7 separate regions of the Mus musculus genome follow, and all the other regions are linked to region 3. A link is a contact called in public promoter capture Hi-C data. All regions are on one chromosome and are shown on one strand. The core of a region is the stretch at or near the end of the contact, and the rest is flanking DNA. Distances in the headings are between cores, read along the strand shown.

Region 1 (3,353 bases), core at 537-3,036, 1.8 Mb before region 3:
AATACACAAAAGAACTTAAGAAAAACCAAGCACATTATTTAAAAGTTGCAATGTATTTTGTATTGTGATATTATTATGAGCTCTTGGGGATAAACAAAAAAAGAAAAGATTATGGTTTAATAACAATCTATTGGTATATTAAGTTGATAAGGGGTCAATCGACTTGGAGGGTCATTTGGGAAGAGGTAACCTCAACCCAGCAAATCCCTCCATCAGACTGTCCTGTAGACAAATGTCTGAGACATTTACTTGACTGATGTAGAAGAAAGAGCCCAGTCCACTGTGCACGGTGCCCTAACTGGCACATGGTCCTGGGGTATAGAATAAAGCAAACTGGCACACACCAGCAAGCAGCCCTGCTCCATGGCCTCTTCTTCAGTTTCTGCCTCCAGGTCTCTGCTTTGGCTTCCCTCTCCTCCCAAGCTGCTTCTGGTTATGGTGTTTATCACAGCGACAGAAATCTAATTGAGACACATAACCTGGATCCACTTGGTGGAAAGAATCATGCTAATGCTAAAAGTTAGGGTCATAGGGCTGGAGAGATGGCTCAGTGGTTAAGGGCATGAACTGCTCTTCCAGAGCTCCTGAGTATGATTCTTGGCACCTACACAGGGCACCTTACACCCACATATAAGTGAGCAAATCTTTTTTTTTTTTTTGGTTTTTCGAGACAGGGTTTCTCTGTATAGCCTTGGCTGTCCTCTGTAGATCAGGCTGTCCTCGAACTCCGTCTGCCTCTGCCTCCCAAGTGCTGGGATAAAAGGTATGCAACACCACGCCCGGCCCCAAATCCTTTAAAAAAGAGGTTATAAATACCATTTTGCAGTATAGAAAATCCCAACTAGGGTTGGTGAGATGGCTCAATGGGTAAGAGCACCCGACTGCTCTTCCGAAGGTCAGGAGTTCAAATCCCAGCAACCACATGGTGGCTCACAACCATCCGTAACGAGATCTGACTCCCTCTTCTGGAGTGTCTGAGGACAGCTACAGTGTACTTACATATAATAAATAAATAAATAAATAAATAAATAAATAAATCTTTAAAAAAATTCCAACTATTAATACTATGTGAAAACATGGATCATAAATTACAGTATAATGCAGGGTATGGTGGTGCACGCCCCTCGGCAACCAGAGGCAGGAGGATCTCTGTGAGTTTGAGGCTGGCCTTGTCTACATAGCGAGTTCTGGGTCTGCCAGGAGGCCGTGTCTCAAAAAACCAAACCAAACCAAACCAAAACGGAACAAAAAACAACTTAGAAATATAAAATAATTTTCTTTAGGAAAAGGACGAAAAGTGGATAGGCTAAAACGTTAACAAATGGTAAAGGGTGGATTGGTGGCTTCTTTTTCTGAGATGCAATTACCAGGCTCTAGGTTAATGGGCTAATACAAACCTACGGGATGAAATTCTCCCGCAGCTCAGCCTCTCGTGCTAGGCACCCTGGGAGACACCCCTCTGCTTCCCTAAACTCCGCCCAAAGCTGCGCGCGCACGTGACCCGGTCGCATGACTCCGCCCCCGCGAGTCGCCCGCCAGAGGCACTCAGCCACCTCCTAAGTCTGCGCCGACCGCGGCGGAACTCGCGCGGGGCAAGTGTCAGTGCGCCCTGCCGCACCTCAGCCGCGGGGTTCTATTCGCTGCGACAGCCCGCAGAGTGGACGGGCGGGAGGACCCCGTTTCCGCCACTCTTACCTTCTGGATCCGTTTTAGAGCCATGTTCCCGCTGCTCGTGCCCCACCGGCCCTGCGGGGCAGACTAAGACGGCCGCCTGGGCCGCAACGCTGCACGCCGGGAACGGCGCTCTACGCGTGCGCGCCGCGGTGCGCTGTGGGTAGCTAGTGCGCGCAGCAGTCCTGGGTCTGACCACGGAGTCGCGCACGGTCAGTTACTCGGCCACGGTCACGGCCCTGTGGCTCTGGTTTCTGCTAGGCGAGGGGCCTGGGCACCAGGACATGCCTGAAACCGCAGGTGCCACACGCTATGCTCTCTGCCCCTCCCTGGGCTCCTCCCCAGGCTGTCACTTAACTCCTGAGCTTAGTGGTTGTCAGCGCTGTAAGTATACATTCACTTTTATATGCTTTCTGGGCAGAAGTGTTACAGATATTTCTGAATACGCGTAGGTGCTGAGCACAGATGCATCTACATGTCTGGAGAGCTGCATTTTCAGTAGTACTTAGTTGGCTTCAATGCACTGCCGCTATTGAGACTCAGCCTGAAAGTGCACATCCCAAGCTAAACTCTGCTTCCCTTTCCCCAAGACATCGAACTGTTTAAGACCAAGTGTAAAGAACTTAGTGGTATGTCACAAAATCTGTGTAATAGATTGTAGCCAACATCTTGGAAATGAAATAGAATATGGCAAAATACATAATATCAGCGTGCCTCATACAGTAAAGAATCTGGACTCTCTATATAAATAATCATATATATTGTTTCCAGACAGATAAACCTAATAGGGTATGCTAGTGCAGTTGCTCTGGACCAAAGGTGTTCCAACACCAGACTGGGCTACATAGTGAGTTTGAGGCCAGCCTGGATTGCAGAGTAAGACCATGTCTTAAAAAAAAAAAAAAAGCCGGGCGTGGTGGCGCACACCTTTAATCCCAGCACTCAGGAGTCAGAGACAGGCGGATTCCTGAGTTCAAGGCCAGCCTGGTCTACAAAGTGAGTTCCAGGACAGCCAGAGCTATGCAGAGAAACCCTGTCTGGAAAAACCAAAAAAAGAAAGAAAGAAAGAAAGAAAGAAAGAAAGAAAGAAAGAGAGAAAGATCCCCAAAGGAAAATCTAAAACTAGAGGAGCTGAGGAGATAGTAGATAGGAGTGCTTGTGGTGCAAGCATGGGGCCCTGAGATCATTAGTACCCACAGAAAAGGTGAGGTTGGCTACTCATGTCTCTAACCCCAGCACTGGGTAGCCGGCATGACAGGATCCCTGGAGCTACCTTAGCATAGATAGTGAGATTCCAGTTCAGTGAGAGACCTTGCACCAAAAGCAGTAAGGCACAAAGAGTAGCATTTACTCTGTCATATATCTGGCATTCTACTCTGGCCTCTGTCATGTTCCTGCACATACGCATACAAACCCTGCCCAAAACAAAAACAATGAATCGAACACTTAAATGGTTTCCCAGCCAGATTCCTATATGCCATTCACCTATTCTCCTAGTTTATCCTAAACACATGTCATGAACTGTCCTCTAAACTATAAGCCTTACCAAGCTCCACCCTCTTCCAAAACTCCACAAGGAAGATCTGTGGCCTGTGGGAATACATTCAGGGCTCTCTGTGATCCCTTAGGGTCTGCTGTCTTTAAGTTTTACTTCCTTACCTTTAGTTATGCTATTGTGGTGG
Region 2 (3,569 bases), core at 20-2,519, 1.9 Mb before region 3:
CTGGCTGAAACACAGGGAATACAGCAAAACATGCAGCAGGAGCAGGGTCACTTGGCAATGTCCAGAACGTCTTGGTTGCTGGAGGCAAAGTGTGCAGGGAGGTGAGGGTAGGGAGAGCAGGACAGATCTACAGCAGTGGGGGCCGGAGGGGGAGTGGCTGACCTCAGGAATGATGAATGGTGCCTTACAGTCTCCTGGGAGAGAGATCACAAGATCCGTTGCCACTCTCCAGAGGGCCATGAAAAACAGCTAAGATTTACTGACAACGATTGCATAAGAGGCTCGGGGTTGCATGCCTCCGGGATGCTATCACCTCGCTTAGTTCTGACCATCTCAGACTGCCCACTTTCACCTGGAAGTCTTCCTCACCCCGCTCCCCTGTCTGTGTTCCTGTGGGAGAAGAGGAGGCAAGCAGATGCCTAGGCTTGAAGCTTGCCACTAAGAGACTAGGGCCAGTTCGGAGAGGCGAATCACAATTTCCCACTCGTCCAAACCTACACTCTCTTGAGACCTGGGATGAACAACTTGGGCGACCTCAAAAGCCCAGCGCCACCCTATGCTGAACACACACCTCCAGGTTTCCAAACTCCAGGACAGAACTGCTGCCTGGCAGTGTGTTGCCTTGCGTTGCCTTGGAGAGACATTCCTCACGGGGCAGCATGGGAAGTGGCTAGACCCTCCAGAGCCCCTGTATGCTCACTTGATGCCATGGCCACCCATGTCACCAGGTTCTCACCTTCTACATCTGCCCGCTGCTTGCCCCCTGCCTTGGATTTGCGGGGACGCTGGGTGGGTTCGGGAAGCGGCTGGACTTCCACGTCGTCTTCCCGGGGCGGGGACTGGGTCTCCAACTCCGAAAGGAAGCCTTCGAGGAACTCCTCGATCTCGTCGTCCGTCAGCACCGTCTGTGGGTTCCCCTCAGGGCACAGCGTCAGCAGTGCCAGGAGGCCGCAGAGCAGGGATGCGGTGCGCACTGGAGCCATGGCTCTGGGCACGCGCGGGAGCCGGGCGGGCTTGAGCAGGGACTTGGGTGGCAGGGGCAGCGCCCCGCGTAGGGGCGGGAAAGGGCGCGAGGAACGTGGGCGTCAAGGGTATCCAGAAAGCGGTGGGAAAGGGAGATTCAAGGAGAGCAAGGGGCTCCAGGAGAGGTTCTGGCGGGCCCAGCTCCGGCAGCAACTGGGCGCTCCTGCCCCGCGTGGCTGGCTCTCACGCGGACCGCCCTCCAGAGCGCTTGCGACGGCCTGGCCGGGGCGGGGGCTTCGGGTTTCCGGAGGGGGAGGAGGAGGAGCCGGCCTTGGACCGGGGGCTGCGGGGGAGGGAGGCGGAGCAGCACGGAGCCCAGACTAATAGCAGCGTCAGCGCCCAGTTTAGAGGGTCTGGGTGCAGGGCGCCTAGCGGGGAGGAAGGCCTGGGAGAAAAGAATGCAACAGTTATGGGGAAGGGAGTGTGCGGAGTCTAAGGAGACCTGTGCTCTAACCCGCTGTGCCCTTTGCTCTGAGCCCAGGGAGATTGCTAGGGGAGGGAGGGAGTAGGGCCCTCGAGGGTACTGGCGATCACCTCCTTTCCACTTTCTGGAGGTTAGCTCTTCAAAGTGTCACCTGCTGTGTGCTTGCACAGGTGTCACCTTTGTCCAGTTATCACCAACATCCCAGGTCTTTGGAGCCAATTTTTGCGAGGAAGGCTGTGAAAAGCTGTTCTCAGCAAGCTGCTGTCCTTATGGAGATAGGAGCCCCACTTCAGAGCTCAGGGCTCAGGTCCCAATGTGGAGTAATAGCTATTTCTCTCCTTCCTCTGACCAGAAGCGGTTAAAACAACAAATTGTTTACAACAGCTTCAGCTATGGCTTCTAGAATACAAACGTTGGCTGGCTCATAATGGCCATCATAGCTAAGCCCAGGAATGCCAGAGCATTTACCCATGAAGGATTAAAGATGTGAACGTGGGCTTGTAGCAGCCATAGGTCCAGGGCAGTGGCAGGCAGCTTTCAACCAAGGTGGGGAGGCACTCTGATAAAAAAGAATAGCGACCCCCAGATGATTGACATGGGAAAGTTTACATCTCAGCTGGAAGAGAAAAAAGAAAAAGCAGGTCAAGAAACACCAACACGATGCCACCTCCTCAGTCTTTCACCCTCACCCTCACCCTCTCTGTCCAGCATGAGCAGGGAGAAAAAGGGGAAATTTTCGGGTACTGGGCTCTGTAACCCACTGCTCTCAGGGAGTAGGCAAGCCCCTCCCGGCAGTCTCCTTTCTGGCTCTCCTTGAGGAAGCATGGAGACTATGCCAAGAACTGATGTGTGTGTGAGTGTGTGTGTGTGTGTGGGGGGGAGGGTCTAACCCATCTTAGCCCTCCTAGCTGTCTGACTCAGCAGGGGAACTCCGTGTCCACAACTTACTATACGCATATTAAATGGACCACCTTTCTGGTTTATTCGATTTTTTTGAGACAGAGTTTCTCTGTGTAGCTCTGGCTGTCCTGGAACTTGCTCTGTAGACCAGGCTGGCCTCGAACTCAGAAACCCACCTGCTGCTGCCTCCCAAGTGCTGGGATTAAAGGTGTGCACCACCACTGCCCGGCTAAATGGACCACTTTGTGCTGTGCCTAGCACACACGATCAGCCCTTGCATCCCACAGGCTGTTGGTCCTCATCCACTTTGCTCCCCCTCCCCCATCCCGGGACAATCCTCTCACAGCTAGGCCTCCCCATGAGAGACTTCAACCTGGTCGCAGAGCAAGAGTAAAGCAAGTCTCACTCATGGTCACCCTCTGAATCATTGTGCTCAAAGTCAGTTCTGGGAATTGGCTTCCGTGCCCCCAGTCTGGTCCAGTGTGTCATGCTGGGTATGCCACAGGGTGCATGAGGGGACATGGATGTCACTTCCCTAGGCATGGGTCATACTTGGACTGAATTTGGGTTGGATATTCTCTGCCAGGGAAAACAGAAGCCATTTCAAAAATGGAAAACAAAGAAACCTAAGGTCTAGAAAGCCTTTTCCTGAGCCTCAATGAGTCACGGACAGGAATTCGAGCAGAGGAGCTGGGCCCAGGAGGCCTGAGGGGTTGAGGCCTCCACACAGAAAATCCGGAAAGGTGCGTGGGAGCACAGTGCTACGCTGGGGATCCTCCCGAGGGAGCCCGTCCTCAGGAAGTCTTTCTAACCTGGGCCCACAGCGCTGGGGCAAGAGGACAACCAGAAGCCAGAGCCTGTGAGGAGAGCTCTCCACTCTGCTGAAGAGCATAGCGTTTAAGTCAAATGTCCAGAGGGCACTGCCAAGGCCACAGCTGAGGAATCGGGAGGCTGGTGGCTTCCATGATCAGGAGCACTCAAAGGGTCCAAGGGGGTCCCTGAGGGGTTGGGGGTTCCTGTCCGTGTCCAGGCGTTCTCCTGAGGTCCTGCTGGAAAGTTCTGTAACTCCTCTCCCTCCCAACTCCTGTTGTCCCTGTGAATGCGTTAGAGTCTTCCCGAGGGATCACACAACAGCACTGGGCTGGCCTGAGAGAAGGAAGGTGTCCTTCAGTTTTGTTTTCAATGCTGCAGAGCAGAAGCAGAGCTCCTGAGAGAACAGTGG
Region 3 (3,631 bases), core at 926-3,425:
AAAACCACAACCAACCAAAACGCAGAGTTGAGGAGCCCAATCTCCCAATGAATACATCCACAGAACAACTCCTACACCCAAGGCTCAGGGATCACTGGGGAAGAAGGAACTGAAAACCTTCAAGAGCCGAGGATCAGGAAGTTTGCTGAGATTTGTGTCTCCAAGGATGTCAGAAACTACACCCAGAAAGTCTCTCAACATGGCTGCCTAAACATAAGCTGAACAAGGACAACAGACTTGCTAACATGGATAGAAGAAAGGCCAAGAGATGTGAACCCTACAGGCAACCAATACTGTGAGTGGGAGAAACAGTATTACCCAGGGAAGAACAGACCAATTAGCTATCCAATACCAAACAGTCAACCCTGACGCTGACACACACTGACTGACACACACACACACACACACACACACACACACACTAGTATATAGCAGGTGTATTTATGTATTTAGGAACATATATATACTATGTTATATAAAAATCATTTTAAAAAGAGGCCATGAATTTGAAGGAGAGCAAGTGAGAATATATGGAAAGGTTTGGAGGGAAAGGGGGAATAATGCAATTATAGTCTCAAAAAAGTAATTAAAGGGGCTGGGGAGATGGCTCCGTGGTTAAGAGAACTGGCTGCTCTTCCAGAGGTTCAGAGTTCAATTCCCAGCAACCACATTGTGGCTCACAACCATCCATAATGAGATCTGATGCCCTATTCTGGCATGCGGGTATACATGCAGATAGAGCACTCATATACATAAAAATAAATAAAAAATAACTTTAAAAAAAGTAATTAAAAACAACAAAGCAGATTGTTACCAGAAACTTGCAAGTCAAAGGAAAGACTTGAGCCCATCTCATCTTCTTCATTCCTATCCCAAAGTTACTTCATACCCACAGTCTCCTTACAGAAGCAAGAATAACTCAGATCAAGTCACTTACTTTCTTTGTCTTCTCCACTCAGAATAAGTTCCAGCCTCACATGATACGGCCCCAGCCTCACCTAGACAGCACCTCACTTATTTACATCTCACAGCCATGCTACTGTCTGTCCAAAACCCTGCACACCACCTGCCTCTCTTTCCTACTGGCCGTGGAATTCACTTCTGTTTTCTCTGCTAAGCACTTCTGAATGAAAAAAGAAAAACAGCAAGCTTTCACATTAATTATGATTAAGAAGCTTAAACTTGGGAAACAAGGTTGCATAGGAAGAAGAAACTGTCTCTAATCTGAGACAACAGAGCTAAAACTGCACTGACTTCTGCTTTTAACCTGCTCACCCTTTCCCCTTTTCTAAAGAAAAAAAAAAAAAAGGTCATTTTCTCCCTTGAGAATTGAGCACCACCAATATCACACGGATAGCAAGTTCCATCTGCTAAAGATAAAACTATCATAACCAGAGCCTGTAAAGGAACAAAAGGGTCATCCTAAAATATAAGATTGTGACAACGCCTAACCCCATATAAACCATCAAACACAGAGACGGCTAAGAGACGGCTGGAAGCTACAGCTGCACGCTGATATTAGTCTCTCCTTTCTCTGAGTGCCGAGAATTCTCTTAGGGGAAGGTTGGGGACCATCCACACTTCCCAACATTTTCATGCCCCAGACTAAAGTGTTCTTTAAGTACTGATTTCCACTAAAATGCTACGTCAGAAGAGGACCTACAAGACAACACTAATCGGATTAAGCGCCTGTTGATACTCTCCACTCTACTGCTCCTCCCTCCCTCCCTTTCTCAGGAGCGCACTTAAAAACCCTTAGCCACTTTATCTGAAGTTGACACTGGGAAAGCGGGGCCGCATCTGACTGCTTACTTCTCAATTCCCAGTACCTAGGACCGGGCCTGGCTCAATTAAGAAAGTCCCAAGTCTTGATAATGAATTCTACGTCCCGTTGGTCACTGATCACTCTTTTGGCGGCTCCGCCTGTCTCCACAACTCCTTCCACAGAAAGCCCGTCACAGTTCTTCCCGGCTTCCAGGGGCCTACGTGCAGAAGGTTCGCTCCGGCGGCCGTCTCAAGACTTCTCGGTCCCCAGAGGCCAGGGAAAGTGATAAAGCCGGAGCTCCGACCTCCGCTGGAACTCACTCACCTTCTTCTTCTCCAGACCTCCCATAGCTCCACGTTGAGAAATTCAAGGCAGCCAGAACACCAGAGCTACTTCCTCCCGCACGTGCCCTGCCTAGGGCCCTGAAGGACCCCACGCCGCCAGCTGAGGGCTGTCTGAAAATATGCCTGTACAAATCCAGAGAAAGTTGTGCTTTTGGCGACCTCGTTATTTACAACCAAATTCTCTAAAGCTCAACAATTGTGGTAGTTCTTTCAGTTCTTTTCTTAGTTACCAAAATCTATAGACAAGCTTTAAAGCAACATGGAAATTTAGGCAGTTTTATAAGCACCCTAGACACGGTTGTTTGAGCACGCGAGCCCCAGTGCATTTTGGGATACAGCAGGACTGAAGGGATGGGAGACAGACAGCCCGGAGCCTTCTGGGATTCAGAGAGCTCTGTAGTTTGGCCTCTAATCCAGAGATCCGCCTGCCTCTGCCTCCAGAGTACTGGGATTAAAGATGTGTGTCACCACGCCTGGCTGATGTTTTCTTTAAAAACCAAACCAACCAAACAAACAAACAAAAACAGAAATGCTCACTAAACCTAAAGCTACTAGTTTTTGTAATGCTAGGCCAGTGAGTTTAAGGGAGTTCAATTGTCATGGCAACGGTTGCTAGGCGTTGTAAACCCAGCTGACCAGATTTTGCCTTGTTGACCTTAGATTCAGCTGCACCTAGTTTGTTCAAGTTAGAATAAAATAGAGCAAAGGCCGACCTTTGACCTCCCACGGACACGGAGAGGGTCTAAGGAACTGCTTATATTTGGGGAATGAGTTGAGGCAGAAGGGACGGATCTCTGTGAGTCCGAGGCTAAGTTCCAGGACAGCGAGGGTATTGAGTGACGCACTGTCGAAACAAAACAAAAATGAAAAGAAAGAAAAATAATGGAAGGCATAGCATGATGGTGGTGCCTGTAATCCCAGCACACAGGAGTCTGAGGCTGGGAGAGCACAAGTTTCAGGCCAGCCTGTGCTAGAGATAGTGTTTCAAAACAACAAAACCAAGAAAACAAAACAGGACTGAGGAGATGGCCCAGTGGACAGAATTCCTGACATGCAAGCATAAGGATATGGAGTTCAGATCTGCAACACACACATAAAAGTTGTGCGCACATTTAAAACATATCATTCCATCTATAAAGATAATTTTTAAACTTATGAGATCTGATGATAGGTTTAAGTCAGTCTTAAAGGTGGTAATTTCATGTTTATAAAAAAGTTAAAATTTATGACTTTTTTATCAATTTCCTTTAAATTTTATTACTTTTACTTCAAAATGTTAAAAAAATTCTTGGTTTTCTGCTTAAAGTCATGTATAGCTGAAATGTAACTTTGAAAGATGAGTTTAATAAGAATGAACATTCTCTTTATCAGTATTTATAAGAGTGGTTTTGTATACTTGATACAGTAAGCATATTTATCTCTTTAAAAAAGAAACTGTGATTTCCATATGTTGAATATATATTTATACTAAAATAAAGTACCAAAATCCAAAAAAAAAAAAAAAGTTGTGTGCAGGCACTCG
Region 4 (3,455 bases), core at 441-2,940, 2.0 Mb before region 3:
CAGTCATCAGGCGCCATGATCCCCAGCGGGTCAGTCATCAGGCGCCATGATCCCCAGCAGGTCAGTCATCAGGCGCCATGATCCCCAGCGGGTCAGTCATCAGGCGCCATGATCCCCAGCGGGTCAGTCATCAGGCGCCATGATCCCCAGCGGGTCAGTCATCAGGCCCTGAGCCCCATCACCTTGTCTCTGTTTCCCTAGCTTTGAAAGTACAAGCATGTGTCAGGACACCCAGAGGTTGGTTGGTTGGTTTGTTTGTTTTTCCTTTTGATGTATTTGGGATCAAACCCAGGCCCCTCATGCAGCAAGCAGTCTCCTGAATGAACTATTTCTCCACTCAAGCTACCTTCCAACCCCTTGGCAAACACTATTCACATAACTATAATCCACAGCAACTCATGTCCATCAGCGGATGGATACATAAACAAAACATAGTGTTTACATAAAACTCAATACTGTATATATTTTAAAGGGGAGAAAAATTTGGTATCTGCAGAAACATAGGTCAACCTTGGGGTCATTCTGCTTAGTAAAATCAGTGGGACACAAAAAGCCAACTACTATATATCCCACTTATATGAAGTCATTAGAACCATCAAAAGCTGAGACACAACCTGAACAAGCAGATTTCCCCAGACGTTGAGTCAAGATGACCACAGGTCCTACCCTGTTGGGCCCTTTTCCTTTTGTGTCTGAGTCACTCCCACAAGACTGGGTATCTGTGCAGCTTACAATTAAAGCACCCCACAATCCTTTACATGCCTACAAGCAATACAAATCCAGTGGTTCCTGCCTAGCTACCAGTGTGGACCCTTCCTGATAATCAAGGCCCAAACACTAAAAAGAATGAGTTTGACCCCTGACTCCCAATCCTTGAGGAATCAACGATTTTACTCATAAAAGAAACACCTCCATACAGAACTTCTGGAAAGAGCTTTGACCAGCGACTTTCACAAACTGTGGGCTGCAACCCCTTTGGCAAACCTCAATCTCCAAAAATACATATGCATAACAGTAGCAAAATTACAGTTATGAAGTAGCCACGAAAATAATTTTATGGTTGGGGGTGGGAGGGTTCCCTCAACATGAGAAACGGTACTAAAGGGTCGCAGCGCAAGGAAGGTGAGAACCACTGGCAACGACGAAATACAAAGGTTAAGACACCAAACACTGGTTAAATCACAGGGTGCGAGGCGTAGTCAACATACTTATTTCTGAGTCCGGAGATCCCAGATCAGAACAGTTGGCAGCGCGTCTGTAATCAATGGCCTTCCAATCTTTCTACAACTGGGCAATACCGCGTAGGGCAGAGCCCTTTCCCAGGGTTGCTAACGACTCCTCAGGTACAGCCTGCCGCCCGAGGGAGGCCAAAGCCGTGCTCGCCCTTCGAGAGACTCGACTCCCTGGACTCCGGGTCCAGCCACCCGGGCCCGGCCCACTTACCTGGACCTCTGGAAGAAACTAAAGGAAGACACGTCGTACGCGGCCTTGAGCAGCACCGCTTTCGGATCGCCTTTGTAAAGGACACTAAGGCTGTACAGCTTCATGGCGCCGCACCTTCGGGCCGCCGGCTGAGCCCCAGACCCGCTCCCAGGAGCGCGGCCACAGTCCCTCAGAACAGCGGCGGCCGCCTCCTGACGGGGCCCGGCCGGCTTCTTCCTCCTAGAGTAAGGCCCACTTCCGGTTCCGGTGGCGAGTTGCTCCAGCCGCTCCTCGGAGGCCCGAAGGCAGGGTACGCGCGTGCGCGGACGGGTAGCTAAGCGGCGGGGCGCGCCCGCGTCCGCCCGGGTCGGCGCCAGGAGGCTCGGTCTCCGCCTGCGTGGCAGTGCCTTGGCGCAGGTTCCCTTCCGGGCTGTCGCGCGGACCCTGGCTGCCGGTGGGGAGTGCTGTGCCGTACCATCGCTCTTTTTTCCCCATTCTGCTAGAAAAACAACCCGTAGCTGTCCCCACTCTATACTTTTGTTGCATTCTATGTGTAACAGCACCAGGCTACCCAACCTCTTCCCTGGGTGTCCCAAGTACAGACGACTAAAAGAAAGGCCCTTCATCCTTTCTCTTGCAATAATAAAAATCAGAAACGTCACTGGCTATGGCCACTCAGCTTGGACACACTTGTTCGACAAGCCAGGCGGCCAGAGGTGTCAGCTATATTCACCTGCACTGACACCATGGCTCCACAGGCGGCAGACGGAGAACCATTTCTGAAGAAAGCCTCTTTATCCAAAGTTGTACAAAATTACCAGGATAGTGACCTTGCAGAAAGAGATGTGGATTAAGAAAATTGATAGCAAGAAGCAGACCTTGGGCTTCCAATGTGAACAGCAAAATGCTTATCAAACTCCCTTACAGCCACTCTTGGCACCTCTTCCTGCTTTTCTCTGACTTTACCCAGCCTCCCTTGGTCCCAGGAAGTCTCATCTAGAGATATGCGAACTCCCCAAGCCAAGCTTGTTAATCAATTTCAAATGACATTGTTTTCCCCTGCGTTTCCCCAGCTGTTATCCAGCCTGAATTCGGTCCCAGTACTTCCGCACCGCAAAAGTTACCCCCCCCCCCCAATCTGTTGGACTCAAAAAATACCTTTTTTGTAGACATGTTGGTAAAAGTGATAAACTATCAAATTCCAAGTCCTGCTCATTGCAGATGTTTAACAATGACGACGATGGTTATTTGCACCATTACGTTAAATGACAGAAAGAAAGAAAGAAAGAAAGAAAGAAAGAAAGAAAGAAAGAAAGAAAGAGGAAGCAAGCCTCATGAGAGGCCGAAGGTGCCCTTGAGGCTGTTAGAAGCAGAGCTTTAAAGGGAGGCTAAAATCTGAGCAAGGTCTACAGATTAGATAAGAGCACTATATCTTTATTTCCAGCTTTCAGTCACTGACTGCCCTGACCTTATAAGAGAAGTCTCTGGTGCATGCATGCATGCACACTAACACACAGTAACATAAATAGATGAACACTATGTATACAACTTACTCCGAAGAGGTCATATGCATACATACCTACATGTAAGTATATCTACATCTATATATATCTATGAACACATATATATGTTTCTATACATGCTTGTATATGAACATATTATACATGTATTAAAGTTCTCTAAAGGAACAGAATTGATAGGACATATATATTAAGAGAGGACTTATTAGATTGGCTTCAGGATGCTGTGTGTGTAAGTAGTCCAACAGTGGCTGTCTCACACTGGAGAAGCATAGAGTCTGGTATTTAAGCAAACCACAAGACTGGATGTCTTAGCAAACTTAATCTTGTGCTGAAAGTCTGGTTGATTCCTAGAGAGATTGGTCTTCAGCCTACATTTGAATCCCTAAATTGGTTTAGGTGTAGAAATACTGCGGTGGCAGGGTAGGTGACCTAGCCAGGGAAGGCAAAAGCAAGCAAGCGACAAGCCAAGTTTCCTTCTTCCACATCCTTCCATATGAATTACCACCAGGA
Region 5 (3,671 bases), core at 81-2,580, 1.6 Mb before region 3:
TTCTTTCTATCTCGAGCAGTCTGCGCTGCTACTCTGTTTTTCAGTTTCCTTGGGGAGGAGACAGGGAACATAACTGAGTCATCTCCAGCTTTCATGTGTCTTCATTTGTAGACGTGGCCAGCTGGTGCTTTCGTTGACTTTACAGAATAAGGCTTAGCAAGTAAACACGCTTAAAGCTCCTATCAAAACGCACACGCACACGCATACACACGCTGCTTTCTATCCACAGGCCTTGAAGACTTGCTTGATTCTCTCCCGTGCGGCTGTCCACCCGGATCTCATTTTACCACCGGGCTGATACATTCCCGTTGCGTCATATGCTTCTTCCCTCCTCCCCCGCTACTTTCTGGGTCCAATTCCGTCCCACAGGCTCCTTGCTAGAGCGATATCCGTGAAGGCGGCGGGGACGCTACCAACTGTCCCTCCCCAAGCCAAACTCTCGGGATGCCGGACGCTGTGGACTCGGTTCCCAGGGTGGGGTTCCCAAGTGGCTGCAATGACAGCTGGAGCGGTTCCTACCCTACGACCACAAAGAGCGAGCATTTACAGAGGACTGGGCGTCGGGCACCTTCTTCTGTGCCTGTGTCGGGAGCTCCTGCACACACCCCCGACGCAGACCTTCGGAGGGGCATCCCCCTCAGCTCCGCTTCCCAGGTTAGACACTAGAGGTGAATCTAACCCACCGTACGGAGCCCACCAGCTGGCACACACGAGAGAGTCCCAATCCCAGTCCTGCCGCCCCGCGCCCCAGCCTTGCCCGCCGGGCCCACCTCCGCAGCGCTTTCTCCTCCGGGCTCAGGTGCGTGAGCCGCTGCCGCTTGCGAGCCTGCGGTGTCCCGCTCGCCTCCGACCCTGCTGCCCGCGGACCGGGTACCATGAGCGGCAGCGCCCGGCCGCCGGAGGCGGGCTGGCCAGATAAGAGTAGCACTTTGGGGGCCGCCGTGGCCGCGCTCGGCGCCGCTGCCACCACCACCATAGCCAGGAAACGTCTACGCCAGCGCCGCCACCGCCCCGTGGCCTCCTGCCGCGCCCAGCCTTTCTAGGGTCGTGGCCGTCCGCGATTGGCCGGTGCTCCGTGACGCGCGGGTATATTCATCACTTATTGGTCCTGTAGTCCCGGGGGCGGGCTCAACTCGGGCGGGGTGAGTGTCCAGCGTGGCTGCACAGCTGTTCTCCGCCGTGCAAACTGGGCCTTAGGGTGGATGGACGGTGGCGACCACTGGTTGCTGGAGTCCAAGGATCTTCGGCAGACGTCCCCACCCCGGCTGAGGATTGCCAGGCTGTCCTCTCAGGCCAGATTTCCAGACCGAGTCTCACGGTTTTACCCTAGCCCGACCCCATTTTAATGTCCGGCGCTACGTCCCCCGTCCCGTCCCCCCCCCCCCCCCACTTCCCAGTACAGCAGAAAATTGAACTGGTGGCATATCCGGCTTAGGGTTAGCGGACACACACACACACCTGGGAAATTTTCACAAAATGAGTCTTTAGAAAATGAGATGATTGCAAAACTAAATGTAGCAGGGTAGTACTCACTTGTAATCTCAGCACTTTATTGCCAGTTTGAGAGCAGCCTGGGCTACATAGGGAGGTCTAGCTAGGCCAGCTGGGGCTATAGATCAAACCCTATTTCATATAAATTAATTGATATAAATTAATAACTTTAAAAGAAAACACTAGAGCCTTGGCTAGCATGTAGTAAGGGATTAGTAAATAAAGTCTGCATAGTGAGAATACATGTGGTTTCGTTTTTCTTCTTATTTCTGATCTCTTCTGGTATGAGCTTTTATCACTGTTGTCTTTGTTTTGCTGTGCTGGAGCCAGACCCCAGAACCTAATGCTCTAGCACTCCACTATTCCCCTTTACTGTGGAACTAGAGATACCACTGAGCTATATATACCTCCAGACTTTAGTATTCCTTTCATTAGGGAATGGGAGTGAGGAGGGGGTGGAAATAGGTTTCAGGGGATGGGATGGGGTGGGGGAGAGTGTACTCTTCTATTGCTTTCCGCCTTATAAGAGTCAGTGCACTTGAAGCTTGCCCCTGAGGCTATGCTGGCTGGCCATTACACCTCCATGGTCTGCTTGTCTCTGCTCTCTGCCACTGGGGTTACGATCAGGCTCAGCCTTGCCAACCTTTCACCTGGGTGCTGGGCGTTTTTCACCTACACAGCCACCCCTACATTAGTATTTTTTTTCCTTTTCCTATTTCCAATAATTTATTTTTTATTCACTTTATATCCCAATCATAGCCCCCTCTTCCTAGTCCCACCCTTACAAATCCCCCCCCCCCATTGCTCCCTCCCCTTCTCCTTAGAGAATACCTCTTTGATACCACCCTACCCTGGGACATCTAGTCTCAGCAGGACTAGGTACAACATCTCCCATTGAGGCCCAACCAGGCAGTCCAGGGAGGCGGAGGGGATCCAATGGCAGGGAACAGAGACCAAGATAGCTCCACTCCACTTGTTAGGGGACCCACATACAGACCAGGCTGCACGTTTGCTACAGATGGGGGTGGGGGGGATAAGTTCAGCTCCTGTAGGTTTCCTTGTCAGTGGCCCAGGCTCTGTGAGCCCCCATGGTCCCAGGTTAGTTGACTCTGTATGTCTCCTTGGGGCATCCTTGACCCCCTTCCACTGCTCAGTTCTATTCCCATCTCTTCCACAAGACTCCCAGCTCAACTCAATGCTTAGCTGTGGGTCTCTGCATCTGTCTCCATCTGCTACTGGATGAAGCCTCTCGGAAGACAGTTATGCTAGGCTCCTGACTGCAAGCTTAGCAGAGCATCATTAGTAGTGTCAGGGATCCGCTCTCTCACATGGGATGGATCTCAAGTTGGGCCGGGCATTGGTTGGCTATATTGGTCTGCTCCATCTTTATCCCTGCACTTCTTATAGGCAAGGCGATTGATGTCCCCTTCTCTCCTCTAGAAGTCTTGCCTGGCTACAGGAGGTGGCCACTTCAGTCTCTATATCCCCCTCTGGTAGGAATCTCAGCTAGGGATACCCCCATAGACTTACCCTCCTCCCTGCCGCCCCATCCAAGGCCTCCAGCTCATCACCAGAGAACACAGCATCCTCACCCCCAGCCCTCTCCCAACCACCCCCATGCATCAGGTTGTTTTGGTTTTGCTTTTTTTGAGGTTTTTTTTTTTTTTTTTTTTTTTAGATTTATTCATTTTATGTATGTGAATACACTCACTCTCCAGATACACCAGAAGAGGGCATCGGATCCCATTTCAGATGGTTGTGAGCCACCATGTGGGTGCTGGAACTTGAACTCAGAACCTCTAGAAGAGCAGTCAGTGTTCTTAACCACTGAGCCATCTCTCCAGACCCCACATTAGTATTGTTTTAATAAGGAGAAAATAAAATGTTCCTTGTGAAAACAGAGCCAGGCTTTACCCTGGATCCCTTGGCCTGTGGCAAAGTCACGCAGGAGGCTAGAACTGGTTGTTTTGTTGGTTGCTTGAGTTTTTTGTTTTGTTTTGTTTGTTCTAAACCAGCAAAGTTTGGTTTTACCCTAGATCTCTGATCTATCTAGGTTCTGGTTCTTGGTCCCCCAAGTCATCCAGGGAGGAGAGCCAGGCTCATTTGGAAGAGGAGGCACCCGTTGGCAGTAAGAGAGCAATTTAGACCAAGATATTAAACCCAGAGAAACCTGAGACTAC
Region 6 (3,501 bases), core at 393-2,892, 1.9 Mb before region 3:
CGCCATTAGCCATGTTTATCACAGCAATAGAAACCTGACTAGAACACCTGTAATCCTAGCACTCTGGAGGCAGACATCAGCCCTCGGAGATTAGCTGGAACACATAGCAAGATACCTGGCTCAAAACACAAAGTGGACGTAGGGCCAGGCAGGGATGTAGTTCAGAAGGCAGAGTGTTTGCTTAGCCTGCATGAAGCCCCGGGGCTCACTCTCCAGCACTGCATAAAACTCAGGGTAGTGGCACGTGCCTGTAACCCCAGCACTCCAGAGGTGTAGACAGAAAGATCAGGAGTTTAAGGCCCTGTTGCTACACCATGGAATATATTAGACCCGTCTCAAGGAAAAAGTAGAAATAAAGATATTCTGGGATAAAATTTGATGAGTCCATTTCCTTAGACATTTACTGTAAGGAATCCTAAGGAGAGTCCTGCAGACCAAAGGGAACAGCAACCAAAGAGTAAATGGAGAGCTCCAGTCAAGGGGCTGCACAACAACGAGCTCTGTGTCATTGTAACTTTGGATTTTAATTCTACAAAGTGGTTTCAAATCCATCAAATGGGGTTTGTTCCTGGAACACAAGAACGTTGCAACATAATCAAATATGCAACAGGCTACTTGAGACAGTAGGCAAAAATCCGCACTCAGCCCAGCTTACAAAGGAAAAAATACTCAACAAACTGAAACATTAAAAACAAATGATTTAGCCGGGGGTGGGGGTGCACGCCTTTAATCCCAGCACTTGGGAGGCAGAGGCAGAGGCAGGTGGATTTCTGAGTCCGAGGCCAGTCTGGTCTACAAAGTGAGTTCCAGGACAGCCAGGGCTATACAGAGAAACCCTGTCTCGGGGGGAAAAAAATGATTTAATTCATTATTAAAACAGGAACGAGGGAAACCTTGTCTCAAAAAGCAAAAACAAACAAAAACAGAAACAAGGGGCTGGAGAAAGCTCGGTTGAGAGCTCTTTCAGAATGGCTCACAACCATTTGTAATTCCAGTTCCAGGTGACACGGACGCTCTCTTCTCGCCTCCGAGGAGACTGACCTCACATGCGTGCAGGCAAAACACACCCACACACAAAACAAAACAAAATAAATTCAAAATAAAACAAAAAAACTTAGTAAGCCAGAAGAAACCTACCTTAAGTAATAAGTTTCAGACTGAGTAATTAGGCAATTTTAAAAAGGAGCAATGTTACCACTGAAGTCTGATGCACTTGCAGTCAGGGTGTCTTAGTGTGAATTCTAGCTTTTCTCACTAGCTGGGTCATTTTGCCTGTTTCCCTGCCTGTGAGATGGGAGAAATTGTTCATGCTTCCAAGGGAATCTGAGAAGTCAGGGTGAGAATCACAGCGCAGGATAGAGTGGGAGGGAAGCTTCAGCCACACAGGAGCCACCAGACCCCCAGCGCTCGGGGAGAGCAGCATGAGCCAGGCGCCCAGCCTCACTACGGCCCACGCTACCCAAGGAGTTCACCCGATGAGGCCCAGCCGCAAACACCGCATGCGCACAGGAAACCCAGTGCTAAGTGATGGGTTGTCCCGGGAACCGGAGGCGTGACTCCGCGTTTCCTCGGTCCAGAGGCGGGGCGCACGGGGATTGGCTGGATGAAGCGTGCAGCGATGGGCGGGATGGGGCGGGAGGCGATTGGCTGGATGCGCCGATGGGCGGGACGGGCGCGCAGAGATTGGCGGGATGCGGCGTGGCGCGGTGAGTGTGCTGCTGAGCGGGGTTAACGTGGGTCCTGGGTCAGACTTGGCGGTACCTGGACAGCGGGCCGGGGTCTTGAGGGTGCTTCGAACTGTAACATGGGCCCGAGCTGGGCGTGTCTGCTTCGGGGCAGGTCTCCCGTCGGGTCCGGCCTGGAGCACCGTGTGGGCCGCTGCCACCACCGTGCGTTTTTGGCTTACATCCAGTTTACATGTGCCCATTTGGCAAATTCATAGGGTCCGCTCCCTAAGCCAGAGCTGCGCATTAAAGAAAGCCGAACCAGCTAGGGGAATTTGAACTTTGTAATAGCTGTACCAAAAAAAAAAAAAAAAAAGTAAAATGAAAAAGAAAGCTGTGTTCAAAACTTCCGTTACTACATCCAGCCTGTTGTCGTCTCAACTACGCATGAAGAATATGTTGAGATACTTTATACTAAAGTCCGCTGTGCATCCATCCCCAAGCACATCTTAGTGGGAAGGGGTGCAATACAAGAAAACAAACCTCTGCGCTGCCGGAGCTTAGGCAACAGTTGGAGGAGGCAAAGTAAATGCTTGAGAGATGATAATGATGCAGACAGTTGAAGTAGCAATGCAGTCAATTAGATATGGGAAGGTGAGTTTTAAGGAAAGACTTGAAAGGGAAGAGCCAGTAAGCCTTGGGGAAAAGGAGAGGACCCAGCAGGAGTAGAGAGGCCTCTACTTGGAGCCCCTGCTGTGGAAGGGACACTTGGAAGGAGAAACAGATAGGAGGGGGGAGCTGTTCTTAGAGGCCCAGAGCTGATCTTACAGGTCGTGGTAAGAACTTGGGGTTTTATTTACTGAAAAGCAACCTTTGGGGGGTTTTGAGCAAAACAGGGGCAGCTTTATGCTTTATTTTTTATCACTAATTATATTATGACAGGCTTCTTCAGTGATGCCTGATAGCATCCCTAGAGGTAGCAGAGGTCCCAGGGAGCTGGGCAGAAGCAGATCAATAATTCCATTTGAGGGTATGCAGAATTTGAGACCCTGGTGATTGGGTAGAAATGTGGAGAGGAGGAGGTGATGAACAAGGTTTGGAACGAGCTCCAGGTTGTATCTGACTAGGTTATAGGATGACACCTCCGGACACATGTGTGCACATTGTGGACAGCGTGGTTGGGACACTAGGGGAGCTTTGGGTACAAGAAGGGATTGCAGGAATGCCTTTGTGTGTCTCTGCAGTGATAACTCCTCGGCCTGGACACAGCTGCTTGGACCAAACAAGCCAGGAGTGCCGCCATGTTCTCCGAGCAGGCAGCACAGAGGGCCCACACTCTGCTCGCCCCGCCCTCTGCCAGCAATGCCACCTTTGCCCGGGTACCTGTGGCAACTTACACCAACTCCTCACAGCCCTTCCGACTGGGAGAGCGCAGCTTTAACCGGCAGTACGCCCATATTTATGCCACCCGCCTCATCCAGATGAGACCGTTCCTGGTGAGCCGGGCGCAGCAACACTGGGGTAAGTTTGGGGTACGCTGCTCCCAGCAGCCCAGCAGCTAGAACTAGGACCTTATCTAACCTGGAATACTTTCCAGCTACCATGGAATGGCCCCTTCAGCTCCCTGCTTCTTCTTAAAAGTGAGGATTAAATTAACCTGTGTGGTTAAAGTTGGGTTTGGCCCAGAGTCTGGTCAGAGGTAAGGGCTAGGTTCTGGCAGTGATGGCTACTGTTCCATCCATGGAGGAAATGGTCTTCCTATCCTTATTGTCTTCAGTGTGAATTGGTCACTGGTGTGCACCCTTTAGCTAGAGAGCTCCTCATAGCAGCAGGCTTG
Region 7 (3,212 bases), core at 281-2,780, 1.8 Mb before region 3:
GCTCCTGCATTTTTTTTTTTCCGAGATGGGATTTCTCTGTGTTGCCCTGACTGTCCTGGAACTCACTCTGTAGACCAGGCTGGCCTCGAACTCAGAAATCCGCCTGCCTCTGCCTCCCAAGTGCTTGGATTAAAGGTGTGTGCCACCCCTGCCTGCCTTGGCCCTGTATTTTTAACCAGAGTTTATTAGCCACACCAGCCAGGTGTTGTAATGCAGATCCTTATAGACCTCTGTACCAGGTCAGCCTGGTCTACATAGCAAGTACCAGGCCAGCTAAAGCTGCATAGTGAGAGCCTGTCTTTAAAACAACACAGGGGGCTGGGCAGTGGTGGGGCACGCTTTTAATCCCAGCACTCGGGAGGCAGAGGCAGGCAGATTTCTGAGTTCGAGGCCAGCCTGGTCTACAAAGTGAGTTCCAGGACAGCCAGTGCTATACAGAGAAACCCTGTTTTGACCCCTCCCCCCCGCCAAAAAAAAAAAAAAAAAAAAAAAACAACATCAGAGGGGTGACAGTGGTGCATGTCTTTAATCCCAGCACTTGGGCAGGGGGTAGGATTAAAGGTGTGCACAACCAGGTTCTAAAATGTCTTTAAGTTTATTTTTAATTGTGGGTAGGAAATGTGCACATTAGTGCAGGTATACACTGAGACCAGACCTGTTGGATGCCCCTGGAGCTATAGTTGCAGGTAGTGGTGAGCTGCCCAATGTGGGTACTGGAGATTGTATCTGGGTCCTTTGGAAGTGCTCTTGAGGAGCCATCTCTCCAGTCCCTTAGGGTGTTCTGTTTTTTACTGGTACCTCAACCCAGTGTACCCTTCCTGTAGGGCTCCCAGCTCTGCCCTCAGTGTTCTTCTAGCTCACCTGAGTATCATCTGGGGAGCTGTCTCATCCTGTGCACCTCTCAAAGCAACTGCTCCTCATCCTCCATACTTAGTGGGGTGGGGGTATCTGCCTGGTAAAACGTGTGTGCTCACTCCGTCTCACCAACACAGCAACACAGACAATGCATGTACGCTGGGACAGGCACCTGGGCAGAGAACAATCACTGTTGCAGACACGCCTACTTATTTACTTACACACTGACCTCTTTGTATGGATATCTTATACATACCCTTGACCTTGACACTAGGCTAGACTTCTTCCTGAGATGCGCTTGTTCTTAATTGTATTAAGAGACTGAAGAGAGATTGCAGCTTGAGTCACACAATTCAACTCTGTCTTTAAACATATGTATATATCAGAAAAGGGCCTGGAATAGTTGTTTCTACCCGATCAGGAGAGGGCCAATTGTGATTGAAAGCTGCTGATGTCAAGAGTGTCTCCACATGGAGAACACCCCCAGGTTGACTCCTGCCCTTCACCCTGGTCCAGTTCTGCAGCCCCATGCGGCTTGTTACCAGGTGCCAGCTGGTTATGGGGCTTGTCATCTGAGCTGATGATTTTGTGAGACTATTTTTAAGTTCAGCTCCTTGGACTACACCCCACCCCCAGTTCTGCTACTGGTTGCCTGCCTCTGCCTGTATCTCCTGGAATGCTGATTGGCAGTTAGGGCTGGGGTGGGGGCTGGGAAAACTGTTATAAAGCCTAAAGGGCCAAGCAAGCAGCTGCCACCTAGAGTTCCTGTGTCCCCCGCCACCATGACCACCCACCGCCTAGTAATGGTTCGCCACGGTGAGAGCTTATGGAACCAAGAGAACCGTTTCTGTGGCTGGTTTGATGCAGAGCTGAGTGAGAAGGGAGCAGAGGAGGCCAAGCGGGGGGCCACCGCTATCAAAGATGCCAAGATAGAGTTTGACATCTGCTACACGTCGGTGCTGAAGCGGGCAATCCGCACCCTTTGGACCATCCTGGATGTTACGGACCAAATGTGGGTGCCCGTGGTGCGTACCTGGCGCCTCAATGAGCGGCACTATGGTGGCCTCACAGGCCTCAATAAGGCTGAGACGGCTGCAAAGCACGGGGAGGAGCAGGTGAAGATCTGGAGGCGTTCCTTTGACACCCCACCACCACCCATGGATGAGAAACACAACTACTACACCTCCATCAGCAAGGTGGGCCAGATGCCGGGAAGCTGGAAGGTTGGGAGCCCAGGGGGGAGGGCTACCCAGTAAACAAAAGCGAAATGTTCCTGTGCCCTTGTCCCCAGGACCGCCGCTATGCAGGCTTGAAGCCTGAGGAGCTGCCTACCTGTGAAAGTCTCAAGGACACCATTGCCCGGGCTTTGCCCTTCTGGAATGAGGAGATCGCACCTAAGATTAAGGCTGGCCAGAGAGTGCTTATTGCAGCCCATGGGAACAGCCTTCGGGGCATTGTGAAACATCTGGAAGGTGAGGCCTACTCTCAGGAAAGATGTGAGACAGAAACCACTGCGGTTCATTGGTTTCAGCTATTTTACAGATGTCAGGGTTTCAGAAGTTGATGGAGGCAGGAGTTTTGTAATACTTTGTGTTGTCCCATTTCCAGTTATGTAGTCAGCACAGACAGCATAGCTGAGGCACCCCACAGGAGCTGATCATAGGTAGAGCAGGCTTCTGGCACCCACTGGGGAAAGAGGTCAGAGCTCTGGCCATCAACGCCAAGTATTGGCTTCCTGCTGAATCAAGCCACTTGAGCTGTTATAAAACTCTTGCTCTCTCTCCTGGTGCTGCCTGCATTTCCTCTTTTTCTCTCAAGTCTATGTACAAAGTGCCTTGACTCTGAGGCCCCTTTGCCTCAGGTACAATACATAGTCCATCCACCCACACAGACCTGAACCATGTGTTCCCCCACCTCTCAGTCTTCTATAGGCTAAAAAAAGGCAGCAGAGTGCAGAAATATGGAGCTACTTAAAATCTTAGGCCTGTGGTGGTGCTCCTAACTGAAGAGCAAGGGCTAGTAGACAGGCCTGGAAGGGGGGCATAGCAGTGTAGGGAGGTTACCAATTATGGTCCCAACTGGGTCGTAGACACCGGACGTCTATATTAGATTCTGGGTGACCTTTAGACTCGGTGGGATCCTAAGAAGGGGTTGGGGTGTGATCCACGTCTCCAGCGCCTAGCGGCAACCCGAGGGTTCTGCCCCTGCCCCTCCTCCCTGGGCTGTGTTCTGGGAAAGAGGTTCACGGGGTGTGCCTAGGGAACATTCCCAGGTCCTCCCTGTTGGTAGGGGTGCGGTGGCAAGAGCAAAGGTTGAGCTGCTATTCCAGGCAGGGGCTGCAGGAGCAGGCAGTGGGT

The links. Promoter capture Hi-C pulls out the DNA fragments that hold promoters and counts their contacts.
Region 1: a promoter capture Hi-C map of liver shows a contact between it and region 3, with 5 times the contacts expected there. The contact joins the promoter of Ube2d-ps here to the promoter of Pes1 in region 3. A contact is called at or near these places in 2 of 39 promoter capture datasets (both in liver).
Region 2: a promoter capture Hi-C map of liver shows a contact between it and region 3, with 5 times the contacts expected there. The contact joins the promoter of Aebp1 here to the promoter of Pes1 in region 3. A contact is called at or near these places in 2 of 39 promoter capture datasets (both in liver).
Region 4: a promoter capture Hi-C map of liver shows a contact between it and region 3, with 6 times the contacts expected there. The contact joins the promoter of Ykt6 here to the promoter of Pes1 in region 3. A contact is called at or near these places in 7 of 39 promoter capture datasets (the 3T3-L1 cell line, the C10 cell line, hippocampal neurons and 3 more).
Region 5: a contact with region 3 is called in a promoter capture Hi-C map of liver, with 5 times the contacts expected there. The contact joins the promoter of Xbp1 here to the promoter of Pes1 in region 3. A contact is called at or near these places in 4 of 39 promoter capture datasets (hippocampal neurons, liver and pre-B cells), 1 of 115 datasets of contacts at active chromatin or transcription factors (embryonic stem cells) and 1 of 9 other capture datasets (liver).
Region 6: a promoter capture Hi-C map of liver shows a contact between it and region 3, with 5 times the contacts expected there. The contact joins the promoter of Pold2 here to the promoter of Pes1 in region 3. A contact is called at or near these places in 2 of 39 promoter capture datasets (both in liver) and 1 of 9 other capture datasets (liver).
Region 7: a contact with region 3 is called in a promoter capture Hi-C map of liver, with 7 times the contacts expected there. The contact joins the promoter of Pgam2 here to the promoter of Pes1 in region 3.

Annotation. Positions count from the first base shown.
Region 1 is chr11:5,760,583-5,763,935 of GRCm38.p6, reverse strand. Ube2d-ps (ubiquitin-conjugating enzyme E2D, pseudogene) reads right to left here and starts at 1,786. Exons shown (of 7, transcript NR_015577.1): 1 at 1,696-1,786. It also overlaps a transcript of Urgcp not described here.
Region 2 is chr11:5,859,566-5,863,134 of GRCm38.p6, reverse strand. Aebp1 (AE binding protein 1) reads right to left here and starts at 1,269. Exons shown (of 21, transcript NM_009636.3): 1 at 737-1,269. The coding sequence starts at 983.
Region 3 is chr11:3,962,519-3,966,149 of GRCm38.p6, reverse strand. It overlaps Pes1 (pescadillo ribosomal biogenesis factor 1), which reads right to left and starts at 2,175. Exons shown (of 15, transcript NM_022889.3): 1 at 2,090-2,175. The coding sequence starts at 2,113.
Region 4 is chr11:5,953,993-5,957,447 of GRCm38.p6, reverse strand. It overlaps Ykt6 (YKT6 v-SNARE homolog (S. cerevisiae)), which reads right to left and starts at 1,690. Exons shown (of 7, transcript NM_019661.4): 1 at 1,444-1,690. The coding sequence starts at 1,547.
Region 5 is chr11:5,518,300-5,521,970 of GRCm38.p6, reverse strand. It overlaps Xbp1 (X-box binding protein 1), which reads right to left and starts at 1,330. Exons shown (of 6, transcript NM_001271730.1): 1 at 771-1,330; 2 at 1-48. The coding sequence starts at 976.
Region 6 is chr11:5,876,397-5,879,897 of GRCm38.p6, reverse strand. It overlaps Pold2 (polymerase (DNA directed), delta 2, regulatory subunit), which reads left to right and starts at 1,642. Exons shown (of 11, transcript NM_008894.2): 1 at 1,642-1,706; 2 at 2,909-3,185. The coding sequence starts at 2,966.
Region 7 is chr11:5,802,114-5,805,325 of GRCm38.p6, reverse strand. Pgam2 (phosphoglycerate mutase 2) reads left to right here and starts at 1,530. Exons shown (of 3, transcript NM_018870.3): 1 at 1,530-2,051; 2 at 2,147-2,327. The coding sequence starts at 1,638.